2 separate regions of the Mus musculus genome follow, and region 1 is linked to region 2. Evidence: chromatin contacts called from public promoter capture Hi-C data. All regions are on one chromosome and are shown on one strand. The core of a region is the stretch at or near the end of the contact, and the rest is flanking DNA. Distances in the headings are between cores, read along the strand shown. Region 1 overlaps Dennd1b (DENN/MADD domain containing 1B). Region 2 holds the start of 2310009B15Rik (RIKEN cDNA 2310009B15 gene).

The links. Promoter capture Hi-C pulls out the DNA fragments that hold promoters and counts their contacts.
Region 1: a promoter capture Hi-C map of neutrophils shows a contact between it and region 2, with 5 times the contacts expected there. The contact joins the enhancer-like site here to the promoter of 2310009B15Rik in region 2. A contact is called at or near these places in 18 of 39 promoter capture datasets (the C10 cell line, the HPC-7 cell line, cranial neural crest and 12 more), 2 of 484 Hi-C or Micro-C datasets (bone marrow-derived macrophages and transitional/marginal zone B cells), 18 of 115 datasets of contacts at active chromatin or transcription factors (bone marrow-derived macrophages, craniofacial prominence, embryonic basal ganglia and 11 more) and 3 of 9 other capture datasets (adipose tissue, liver and macrophages).

The regions. Positions count from the first base shown.
Region 1 is chr1:139,135,779-139,141,142 of GRCm38.p6, forward strand. Dennd1b (DENN/MADD domain containing 1B) reads left to right here. Exons shown (of 22, transcript NM_001166501.1): 16 at 3,603-3,643; 17 at 4,674-4,742. Among named protein-coding and RNA genes, the nearest start is that of Gm41960, 29 kb to the right of the region's middle. Within about 2 kb of position 4,038, at least 1 of the 459 cell types and tissues checked has an H3K27ac peak or open chromatin away from gene starts, as enhancers often do.
Region 2 is chr1:138,855,265-138,860,965 of GRCm38.p6, forward strand. 2310009B15Rik (RIKEN cDNA 2310009B15 gene) reads right to left here and starts at 1,590. Exons shown (of 3, transcript NM_001081226.1): 1 at 1,317-1,590. The coding sequence starts at 1,553.

The sequences.
Region 1 (5,364 bases), core at 2,788-5,287, 280 kb after region 2:
ACATTGCTTGAGGGGTCTACGCAGTATTTACATAACTGCTGTCTCATTATCTTTATGACCCGTGGGGCTGGTAGCTTTTGTAGAATTGAAGATGACATCTTGTGACAGTAATGGGGGAGAGCTGTGATCCTTTTATACACTTAAATTCTGTAATAACTGCTCGTCCAGAAACCACAGAAAGAAAGAGACATAAAGGCACATAAGAATAGCTAATTCATTTTATTTTTATTGTGTATTCACTAAAAATAGCAGTGTTACAGTGAATATGATGGATATTTATATTCTATCATAGAAGGATATGAGGCTTGGTCCATATCTGATTTAGAGAGTGCGCTACTTAATTCCAGCTATTTATTTTAATTAAAATTTCCAACTCCCATGTTCTAATCTGAGGGAGCAAATACTTAACCAAAAGGACAACCTGTTTCCATAGTTATCAATTTCAGTGAATAAGAAATTATTTTTAAAAATTATGCCAATCAAGTGCTGATTTTATTTGTATTTTACATTGTCTTAGAAATACATAGATTGTTCTTAGCAAAAAAAAAAAAAAAAAAAATGGGTGATTCATGAAGATTTGAAATGGAAAAGAAAATAGGAGTTCTTTATTATTATTATTTTTTTTAATTTGGTACTATTATGCCTCTGCTGTTTAGGAAGGACATTGCACCCCTTTATAAGGCGACTCCACTTAAACTGTTTACATTTATGCATATTTGGGAATCATCTCCCTGTGGTACTTTGAGACGTGTTTAGTGTTGGTCATCCTCCCCGTGCCCCCTTCTCTACCTTGCTCTTCTACTCATCCTCCACTTAACCCAGCCTGCTCACTACTGCCCACCCTCTCCTTACTGCCTGCCTTCTAGCCCCTTCCTTCCTTGACATCCAGCCACCCAGCCCTTACCGTTGCAACCCCTTTCCTTTACAAAGTGCTCTTTTTTGAAACTAGGAGGAGGGAGTCCCTGGATAACTTGATCTGATCTGTTCTGTTACTAAGCAGTTCTAGGGGTGGCATTTGGCATTGAAGAAACAGTGAATCAGGATTTTAAATTCCTGATTCTTAATTTTTGTTGGCTGCTAATGGAATTAGCCATCTATCGGATGGCCCTGCACCCTAGAGGTCCAGAGCACAACCAGAAATCTTGTCTTTCTCATTGGCACGTCCTGTTTTGCACACTTTTACAGTAGGGAAATGCAGAGCATGTACAGTAGATGAAAACGTCTTATGACCTCTAAAAGCTGAATATGAACTTATTCCTCATAATTTCAAGTAAGACATTTGACCTCCTATAACTGCTATGCAGGTTTATCACAACTGTTTCCTTGTTGTTAATATATTAGTTTTTTTTTTTTCTGGCTTGACAATTATTCTTGAACCTTAAGTTATTATCATACTGTTCTGTTTTCTTTCTGCTTTCTAAAATTCATTTTGGAGAAATAAGCACCACACCTTATAATAGTAAATAATGTATAACCCCTAAGTGGATAATTTCTATGTAGTCATGTGTGAGGAAGAAGTAGAAGGCACACGACCTGATAAAGGTGTGTGCACACCTGGATTCCACACCTGGAGCTGGGAGCCGGGGGACTTGGGACCAACGGCCAGTCTCAGTTTACAGTGAGTTGGAAACCAGCTAGAAAAGACCCTATCCCAGAAAGTTTTTTTAAAAATATAAAAAAATAACCTAAATGAAAGATGAGACTTGATTGGTAATAAAGTAAAATGTATTTGAAAAATAAATCAATAGGATAACATGAATGTTTTTCATCATTTGGTAAAGGAAATATGCACCTGAATCGTTGGGGATGAGTCATAATGGTTTTGACCCAGGATTTTCTTGTTCAATAGAAAGGAGAAAGTGCTGCAAAGGATCATTATTACAATGAAGTTGTTTCTTGGTTTTTCTTTTAAGTGAGGGAAAGATTTGAAGGATTAAATTAACCAATTGTGCATATGTGTGCATGCATGTGTGTGTGTGTGTGTGTGTGTGTGTGTGTGCATGCATGCCATTGCATGTGTGTAGGTTAGTGGACAACTTGCAAGATTTGGCTTTCAGCCACTACTGTGATGGTTCTGGGGCCCAAACTCAGCTCGTTAGTCTTAGCTATAAGCAGGCTAATGCCTTTAACATCCGGCTAGCTCTGTTGTATTTTCTTTCATAAAACAAAGATAGAACCGCATAAAAAGATACATGCTGTATTTTGTGGGGTCCTTTGGGCAACAGTGTAGCCATTGAGACTTTACTTTTAATGGTGACTTTTTTCCTTTCCTTTTGGAGATTCTTATCATAAAAATTAAGAAAGTAGTTTAAAATCTAACTGAAATCAGTTGTTTTAGAAGACGATGTTAGATGTGTGTTTCTTTTTTTTTTTTCCCCAAAGAGGGAGGGTTATTAGTTTATGTGTATGAGAGTTTTGGCAACATGTGTGTGTGTGTGTGTGCACCACATTCACTGCAACCTTAGAGGCCAGAAGAGTGTTAGATCCCTGGATCCAGAGTCACCAGCGGTTGTGAGTTAACAAGTGGGTGCTGGGAATTGACCGTGGGTCTTCTTCAGGAACAAGTGTCATTAACTGCTCAGCTATCTCTTCAGCAACAGATATGTTTTCTTTTGTCTAATAATATCATTTCAGTGACTAAATAATGTTATTTATAAGTGAGCATGTTTATTAGCAAGAGTTTTGGTGCACGTTTGTGTATCTCTGGGGTCTAGGTAGTACCATACATCTGGACAAGAGGACAAAGGACAACCTTAGATGTTCGTTATTCCTCGCTCTCCATATACCGTGGTTTTTGAGACAGGGTCTCAGTGGCCTGTGTCTCTCTGAGGAATGTGCTCATGTCTCCCATCCCAGCACTAGGATGACATGTGTGTGCCACCACACCTGGCTTCTTTCCTCAAGTCCTGTTTCACAGCAAGTGTTGTGCCCTGTGGGTCTCCTCCTCAGCCGGAACTGTCAGGTTCTCTTAGAAGGAGTTCTGAGAGACGAGCTCATTCATACCCATGGCATCCTTTCAGCGCGTTTCCTTCCAGCCATATGGTTTTGCTTCTAGAAAGTTAGAGACTATTTTTAGAGATAAAAGTGTCATTTAGTCACATTAAGATACAAACACCTATTAGTGTACATTGCTATTTAAAAATTACAAAACCATCTTTTTTGTCCTCGTGGTTTTCTGCATTTCCCAATTTCCTGTTTTCCTTGATTCTTCTCCACACTTGAAATGTTTTAAGTGAACCTAACTGTATAAAACAAACATTTTTTAAAACAATAGACATAAAACTTTGAAAAAAATATTTTTAGATGTCTAGGCATGTTGAATTTCAATAGGCTATATTTTCCACTGCAAGGCAAATATTTAAATGTGAGAATATAGGGAAGCCTTAGGTTCATGTGTGAATGAAGAACGATGCTTTTGGTGTGAGTTCTGATGGCCTGGTGCACTCACTCTCAGGACCTGGTCCTGGTTTACAACAGGCCAGTAAAGGGACCTGCTGGGCTGCTGTGCTGGGCTGCTGTGCATGCTGTCTCTGGGCGAGCTGTGTTTTTCTGGTTTTAGCTTTTAGTGGTTACCCCTGGCATCTAACTTTTATATGTTCCAGGGAGCCCGAGGTCATATCAGCAGTGGGTGTATACAGTCAAGGTAAGTGTATGCCTTTTGTTTCTCCTCTTTTCACTCTAGAAAGTGCAGAGAAATATTGAGAAAAAGTATTCTGGCTATACTTAACACTGTTTAATTTGAAATGTGTATGTTTTATCACACTAAGTAATTTTTGTTCATGCTTTGTTGATAATATAAAGGAAATTTAAAATGAAAGTGTTTACGTTAGACATAAAAGTCTTACTCAAAGCCACCATTTGCCTGCACACTGTATTATAGGTCACAGCACCCCTGTGCTGCTTAGGTTCTGATAGTGTGATACTTTCCAAAGAGGGAACCTCAGCTGAGGAGATGCATCTATCATATTGGCCTGTGGGAATGGCTGTGTGACATTGTCTTGCTTAATGATTGATGGGCCAGCCCACAGTGGGCAGTGCCGCCCTGGGTAAGTGATCCTGAGAGGTGTAAAAGAGACAGCTGACTAGGGACTTGGAAGGGGGCCAGTGAGCCACACTCCTCCATTCAGGTTCCTGCTTGAGTGCCTGCCCTAGCTTCCATTGATGATGAACTCTGACCTGAGTGATGTAATAAGTCCTCTTCTCTTGAAGGTGAGTTTCATCAGTGTCATAGCAATAGAAAGCCAACAAAGGACTAGGGTGCAGTAGTAGGGTCTGATGGGGATTTTATTGGATTACAATGTTTTGTTAGTATGATATGTTCTAGTGAAGAAAATCACCCACAGTCGAAGTCTTTATTGCCCAGCGTCAAATCAGCTGATGACCATCATCTTCTGTCTGTTGAGAAACTCTAAGTTTGTTCTGTCTTGTCCATCGTACTCTTTATTCCAACCTGGTGATGAAATGCCTCGGAAATGATGCTTTACACCAACTGAAAAGAACTGAGCAAAATATTTACACTCTGTTTTAAATCATTATAAAATGTAAAATATTAAAAAATAATTGACATAACTTCATGGGTCTTTAACTTACATATTTTTCTATATTACTGACAATGTTTCATTTTTCTAGGACAGCTTGCCCACAAGTCTTTAAAAATGTTTCTCTTCTTTCAGAAAGGAGGTGCATTGTTCAACACAGCAGTGACCAAAGCAACTCCCGCTGTGCGGACTGCATACAAATTTGTAAGTTTCCTCTCTGACTTTCAGACTTCTGCTGATAAAATTACATGTATGGTGTGTGTGTGTGTGTGTGTGTGTGTGTGTGTGTGTGTGTGTGTACAACCTTGCATGCATGCATACATTTATTTTTGTTTTCTTTTTCATGGCATTTTTGTTTGAGCGTTTCATATATGAGTATTGTATTTATGTCACTCTGCTCCTCCTCCTCCTTCTAGTTCCTCTGGTGTGACTTTCACTCCTCAAATTCTTGGCCTCTTATTAAAATATAATTGTTACATCCATGTGTATTGTGTATGTTTACTTAATTATAAATGTATATAAGTTACAGATACAACCGGCTGAGTCCATTTAGTGTTTCTCATCGTGTGGTTAGGGCTAACCTCCTGGGCTTGGCTAACCTCATTCTAGAGAAGACAGATTCTCTTTCTCTCTCAGCTGCCATTAACTTCTAGTAGCTCATTTTCTAGGAATCAAGCCCTGTTAGAATTTTTCCATCCACCTGCACATCATTTGTTGCTTAGGCAACCATGTTGTTGGGATTTCCTGGGTGCAGCTTCCCTGTCCTCTGTAGAAGATACTATCTTGCAGCACACATTCTGCCCTGGTGCTCTGGCTCTTAGAAGGT
Region 2 (5,701 bases), core at 340-2,839:
CGAAGATGAGGCAAGTTTGCTGACGCTTTGACTGGAGAGCAAGATGTCTATGGAAAGCAAGATAGCCAGTGCAGGAATGGGAGCACGATAAGGCGCTATCTCCCTTGAGGCATGGAAAAATACTGTCATTTGGGAGCTATATATACCAAGCATGTTTTTGGGTTTGCTTCTGGTCTCCTGGACAGTCACATGACCTGTGAAACCCCACTGATGAAAAGGTTGTGGGTTCCCCGGTGCAAATACTTGCCTTCCTTTTGCTATGTTGATCGAACCAATCTATACAGGCCACTGTTGTTTGCCTTGAAAAATGATAAGACTTCTGGGTTTTACAAACCATATTTGTATGGTGACTTGTGGAAACAAACTGCATGTGTTTGTTATACTTAAAATAAGAGCACAAGCAAGAACGGTCAAAGGCTGTCAATAATTTTTCGATAAATCTTTATTCACTTGCAACACATGAAGGGGTTAGACAGTGGATTTTTGGGACATACTACTCCCAAGGCTGAGTGTCAACTTTAGGAAACGTTCAAGGTTTGCCTCTGCCTGTGTCTCAAGCCAAACCAAATAAGTGGTCTTATCAAGTACTAGCCAAACACAGAGCTTAATACACAGATTTATTACAAGTCACTCTTACATCATTATAAAACTTAAAATATAAATAATGCTATCTTCAAACTATTGTATTCTAAAGTGTCAGGAAACTGAAGGGAGATAAGGTTAGATATTGGTGGTGACAAGCAATTGTCAAATCCATAAACCAGAAGAAAAGGTGATTTAAGAATGCCTAAGGAAAAATGCAAACTTGCCTGATTATAATTTCTTTCGCTCACTTGGACTGGAGGCAAAGGATGAGAGGACACGGGGCAAAAATGTAAAGCGTCTGTCTTATGTTTGCATTACTAAAGTCACTGGATGGCAGGCTGCTCGAGTTATCACGCACAGGCAACATGTCTGTACTACATACGTTCCCTGTAAGAGCTCAGTCCTACCCTCAGTTCCTCAGCACCCATTTCCCCCACACAACACACTCACACGCTGGAGGGCGCGCACACACACAAACCGAGACAAGCCTTTAGCTGGGACGCAGATCAAAAACCGAGCCTCGCGAGCCTCCCATCTCAGGGCAGACACCTCTCTGTCCGGAACGCAAAAGTGCGACCGGGTTTCTCGCAGGACCCTCTGAGCGGACGCCCCAGGCCGACCCGCCCCAGGCCGGAGGTCCAACACCTCCCGGCCGGGCCGCCTCGGGGTCGGGTGGCCGGGCGCGCGCAGGCGCAGAGGCCGCGCGCGGGGCAGGCTGGAGCGGGCCTCACCGCGCAGGCGGCCCGGTGCAGCTCGACGATGTGCCTCTCCGCTGCAGTTAACTCTCGGCTCGCTGGATGCCTTGGTTCTCCTTCGGGCGTTCCCCACGAGTCGGCCGCGGAGCCGCCGCGGGCTCCTTCGGAAGTCGAACCGAGGGTTGAGTTGAGCTGCTGTCGGAAACCTTCGGCCCGAGGCGGTGGCCTCCCAAGCGATACCCTCGCCAGCGTCCAGATCCCCTGGGCGGCCATGGCGCCGGCGCGGTGGGAGGCGGGGCCGGAGGTGGGGCGTGGGCAGGGGAGGCGGGGTCGGTCTAGGGGCGGGGCGAAGAGGGGAGGCGGAGCACTGTTCAGTGTAGACTGGGCTGCCTCTCAGTCTTCAGCTCCCTCCATCTGGGTCCTCTGCAAAGAAAATTATGCATATGAAGACTGGAAGAAGGTGCCTTCTTTACTCTTAAAGTCGCTACTATTTTTTTCTCAGATAAAGGACGAGCATTTTCATTTCCTATCAAGCTAGATCGTATTCTGCATAATCATACTTGTTTAAAAAAATAATAAGAAGGAAAGCACCTTCAGCCCATATAGAAAAGGCTGCGTATTTGCTGGTCATGTGTGACAGGAATGAAGCTGGAATCACAAGCTTGGTGATATGGTTCATTGGCTCACTCTAGAATGAAAATCAAGGAAAAGTCTCACACAAAGAGTGTAGTGAAGTTTTCACAAAACCAAACCTAAAATCCTGTCTGAGAAAGTGACACCCATACTCCTACAAAATTTAGGGAAATTAGCACGATCCCAAGAAACAATTTTATGTGTTCATTAAATTAACAGCACCCCCAGCCTTGGATGCCATAGCCTGAATTTCAAGAGTAGGCAGTGTTATTGAGTAGTTAGTGCTCTTTGGTGTAAAGAGCTATTGGCAGGAGTGAATCCTTAGCAAGAGTGGGTTAGTTGGACAGGAGAAAGTTGTCAAAGCCACCAAAGACAATTCAATTCCTTTTTACACTGATTTACCCTGCAACTCCGAAACCACAATTTGATGGTTTTGGGTTGTTGTTTTTTTTTTTTTTTTAAAGATTTATTTATTATTTTATGTAAGTACACTGTAGCTGTCTTCAGACACACCAGAAGAGGGAGTCAGATCTTGTTACGGATGGTTGTGAGCCACCATGTGGTTGCTGGGATTTGAACTCTGGACCTTCGGAAGAGCAGTCGGGTGCTCTTACCCACTGAGCCATCTCACCAGCCCTGTTTTTTTTTTTTTTAAGATTTATGTATTTATTTATTTTATGTATGTGAGTACACTGTTGTTCTCTTCAGACACACCACAAGAGGGCACTGGGTTCCATTTTAGATGGTTGTGAGCCACCACGTGGTTGCTGGGAATTGAACTCAGCACCTCTAGAAGTGCTCTTAACCACTAAGCCATCTGTCCAGCCCCCGATTTGATGTCCTTAATCACAGATGGAAACAACTCTATTGGTATATTGTAAAACTCAGTGAATTAATAAATTTGAATCCTGTGTTTAAATGTTCCTTTACATTGGAGTAGTATATTTGCCATTTGAAGACTACCTGATGTTCTGAGGGACTTTAAGGAAATCTGGAAAGATGGGACCAAAGTTAAATTCACCCAACATGATTATCATTAAACTTGAGAATTTAAGCATAGGTCATGTTCCTGTTCGCCCCCAACCAACACCACAAAATTAGATTTATGGGCTTCAGAGGTGGAGACATGAGGATTATGTTTGTGGCCAGCCTGAGCTACCTACTGAGTTCCAGCTATAGCCCAGTCTAAGAAAAAGAATCATCCTGGTTAGTCTATGCCTCTGGGCACACAGGCTGATCTTTGTATTAGTCACATGATACCACTGCTTGCATTCTTACAGATGCACCTTTAAAATGTAATCAAAGTTGAAATGAGATGAGAGAATAACTCACTACTAACAACACAAAGCATTCTAAATATCTATTTTCAGGTTTAATCTGATCATCAGCATCCAGTTTTCTTTCCCGTGTCTCTTGCTTTGAAAGGCCCCCATTGGCCTTGAATTTTAGCTCATCTTTGTGTGCATTCTTTCTTTTTCGGAGACTCCTCCATTCACATTAGCCAAAGCTGTATGAAAGTGAGAGCACCAAGTCCAAGCTCAGAAGGTAGATGTAGAGCTTGAATGAGAACAATCACTGTAGACTCATTGTTTAAACACTTGATCCACAGTTGGTGGAACTATTTGGGAAGGATTAGGAGATGTTGGAGGAAGTGTGCCCCTAAAGGTGGGCTTTCAGGTTCAGGAAGCACACACCATTCCCATTTAGCTCTCTCTTTGTCTCTGCCCCTATGCTTATGAATTAGATGTAAATTAGATGCTCCAGCATCATGCCTGCCTGCCTGCCTCCTGCCTTACTCTGCACCATAATGTTTATAGATGATAACACTCTAAAATTGTGAGCTGCCACAGACCCTCTGGATCCCTTTGTCTGCATGGAATGGGTCTCTGGGGCAAGTGGGCAAAGCATCGGAGGGAATGACAGACAGATGTACACAGGAGAGGTTGTGTAGAATCTGAATGTAATGTGTCAAATTGAGCATCAAACTTTTTATACAGAAGAAAATAGGGAAGTTGGGTGACACACCAGCAAGGTACAAATAGGTTACTGGATTCTTACACAAAACAGAGGAATACAAACACAGAAGGTCTAACAGGGATAGAATTCATTGTTAACAACTGGGATCAAAAAAAGCTCCACCTAAAGTTCACTTAATCTTAGAAGCCAGGGTCAAGGGCTTCGTGCCCTTGCCATAGTTCCTATTTTAGTCTATTGTATAGTCCACCTTCCCCCTAGGCCATTGTAAATACGTGTGAATGGGTGTAACTCAGCTATCTATAGTTCTAAGTATCTACTCTGGTTCTTCCTTAGGTCTCAAACTTCCTTCTTCCTAGATGATGGTAAATTCCTGTGTAGGGCAGTGACTTAGCTTTGTTCAAAGTGATAGTGTAATACCAGAGGCAATTCTGAATGTCACTGAATAGCAACATTCTTACTGAATTCCAAGCCCATGGTCAGCTCAAGGACTTTCTAGGACGTTGGAACACTGGTGAAGACTAAGCTATGTCAGAATTCAATCTTAAAAGGCACTTATAATAAGATAATACTAAAAAAGAGCACGTGGATCCATACACCAGACTAACGCGGGAATGGAATATTAATGTATGGGTTAGAAAGAAGACCAGACTCCAGGAGGTGAGTTTCCCTGAAACTCTCCACCTCGTGAATGGCTTCCAGGCCTCTCGGCCTGTCAAGCTGACTCTACGGGAGTGCGTGGCAGTGAGCCACAAAATTAAACACATTCATTAGTAAGTTGCCTTGGTCATGGTGTATTGTCATGGTTCTAGAAAAGTAAGTGAAGTTTTCATTTTATTATGAAGCTATTATAGTTGGATTTTCAAGTAATATGATATTGGGCAGGTTTTCTAACTCTTCTCCAAAATTTGGGTGTATATATTGGCTTAAACATGTTTATAATATTTAATGGTGGGTTCTGTGGATTTGCATTCCCCCTAGAATTCATAGGTATGTTAGGACTCTGGGTTGTAAGATTACCCACACATATATACATGTGCCCAAACACACACACACAAGCATACATATAAATACATACATACATCATACAATTTAGTCTGCTTAGAATAAAAGAACTCTGTTTATTTAATCATGAAGGATAAGTGAGATTAGCATTTGATGAGTTGACCAGAGCATGACTCTCTCCAGTTTTTCTGTCAGTGTGAATTCACTTGCTCCATATGCCCTTTTCTTATTGATGGAAAATGGTTGCAAACAAATTGTAAAGTGTCATAGATTATCAGACCTTGCAATGAAACTCCAGCTCAGGAGACGCTCCTTGCCTCCTAGAAGTTTTAGCAGTCATCAGCAGTACAAGAAAGAAATGTTTTCCATAAGGTTTCCATAAGGTTTTCCAAGTATTTTTTACTATGAGTTGTCCCTCGCCGAAGTCCCTCCTTTACCTTTCTCTCCCATCGCTATGACTATTTTATAGGAAACAGCTGTAATAGAATCACCAAATAATAGGGAAGACAGTGACCCAACTAAATACCATATGCCAGAAACCTCCAGCGCCAAGCATGGGTTGCACCTTGTTGGATAGTTCTCACAGGGGGTACCACAAATCCCCCAAGCCATGCAGGCTATTTTTTTAATTAGGTATTTTCCTCATTTACATTTCCAATGCTATCCCAAAAGTCCCCCATACCCTCCCCCACCCCCACTCCCCTACCCACCCACTCCCACTTTTGGCCCTGGAGTTCCCCTGTACTGGGGCATATAAAGTTTGCAAGTCCAAGGGGCCTCTCTTTCCAGTGATGGCTGACTAGGCCATC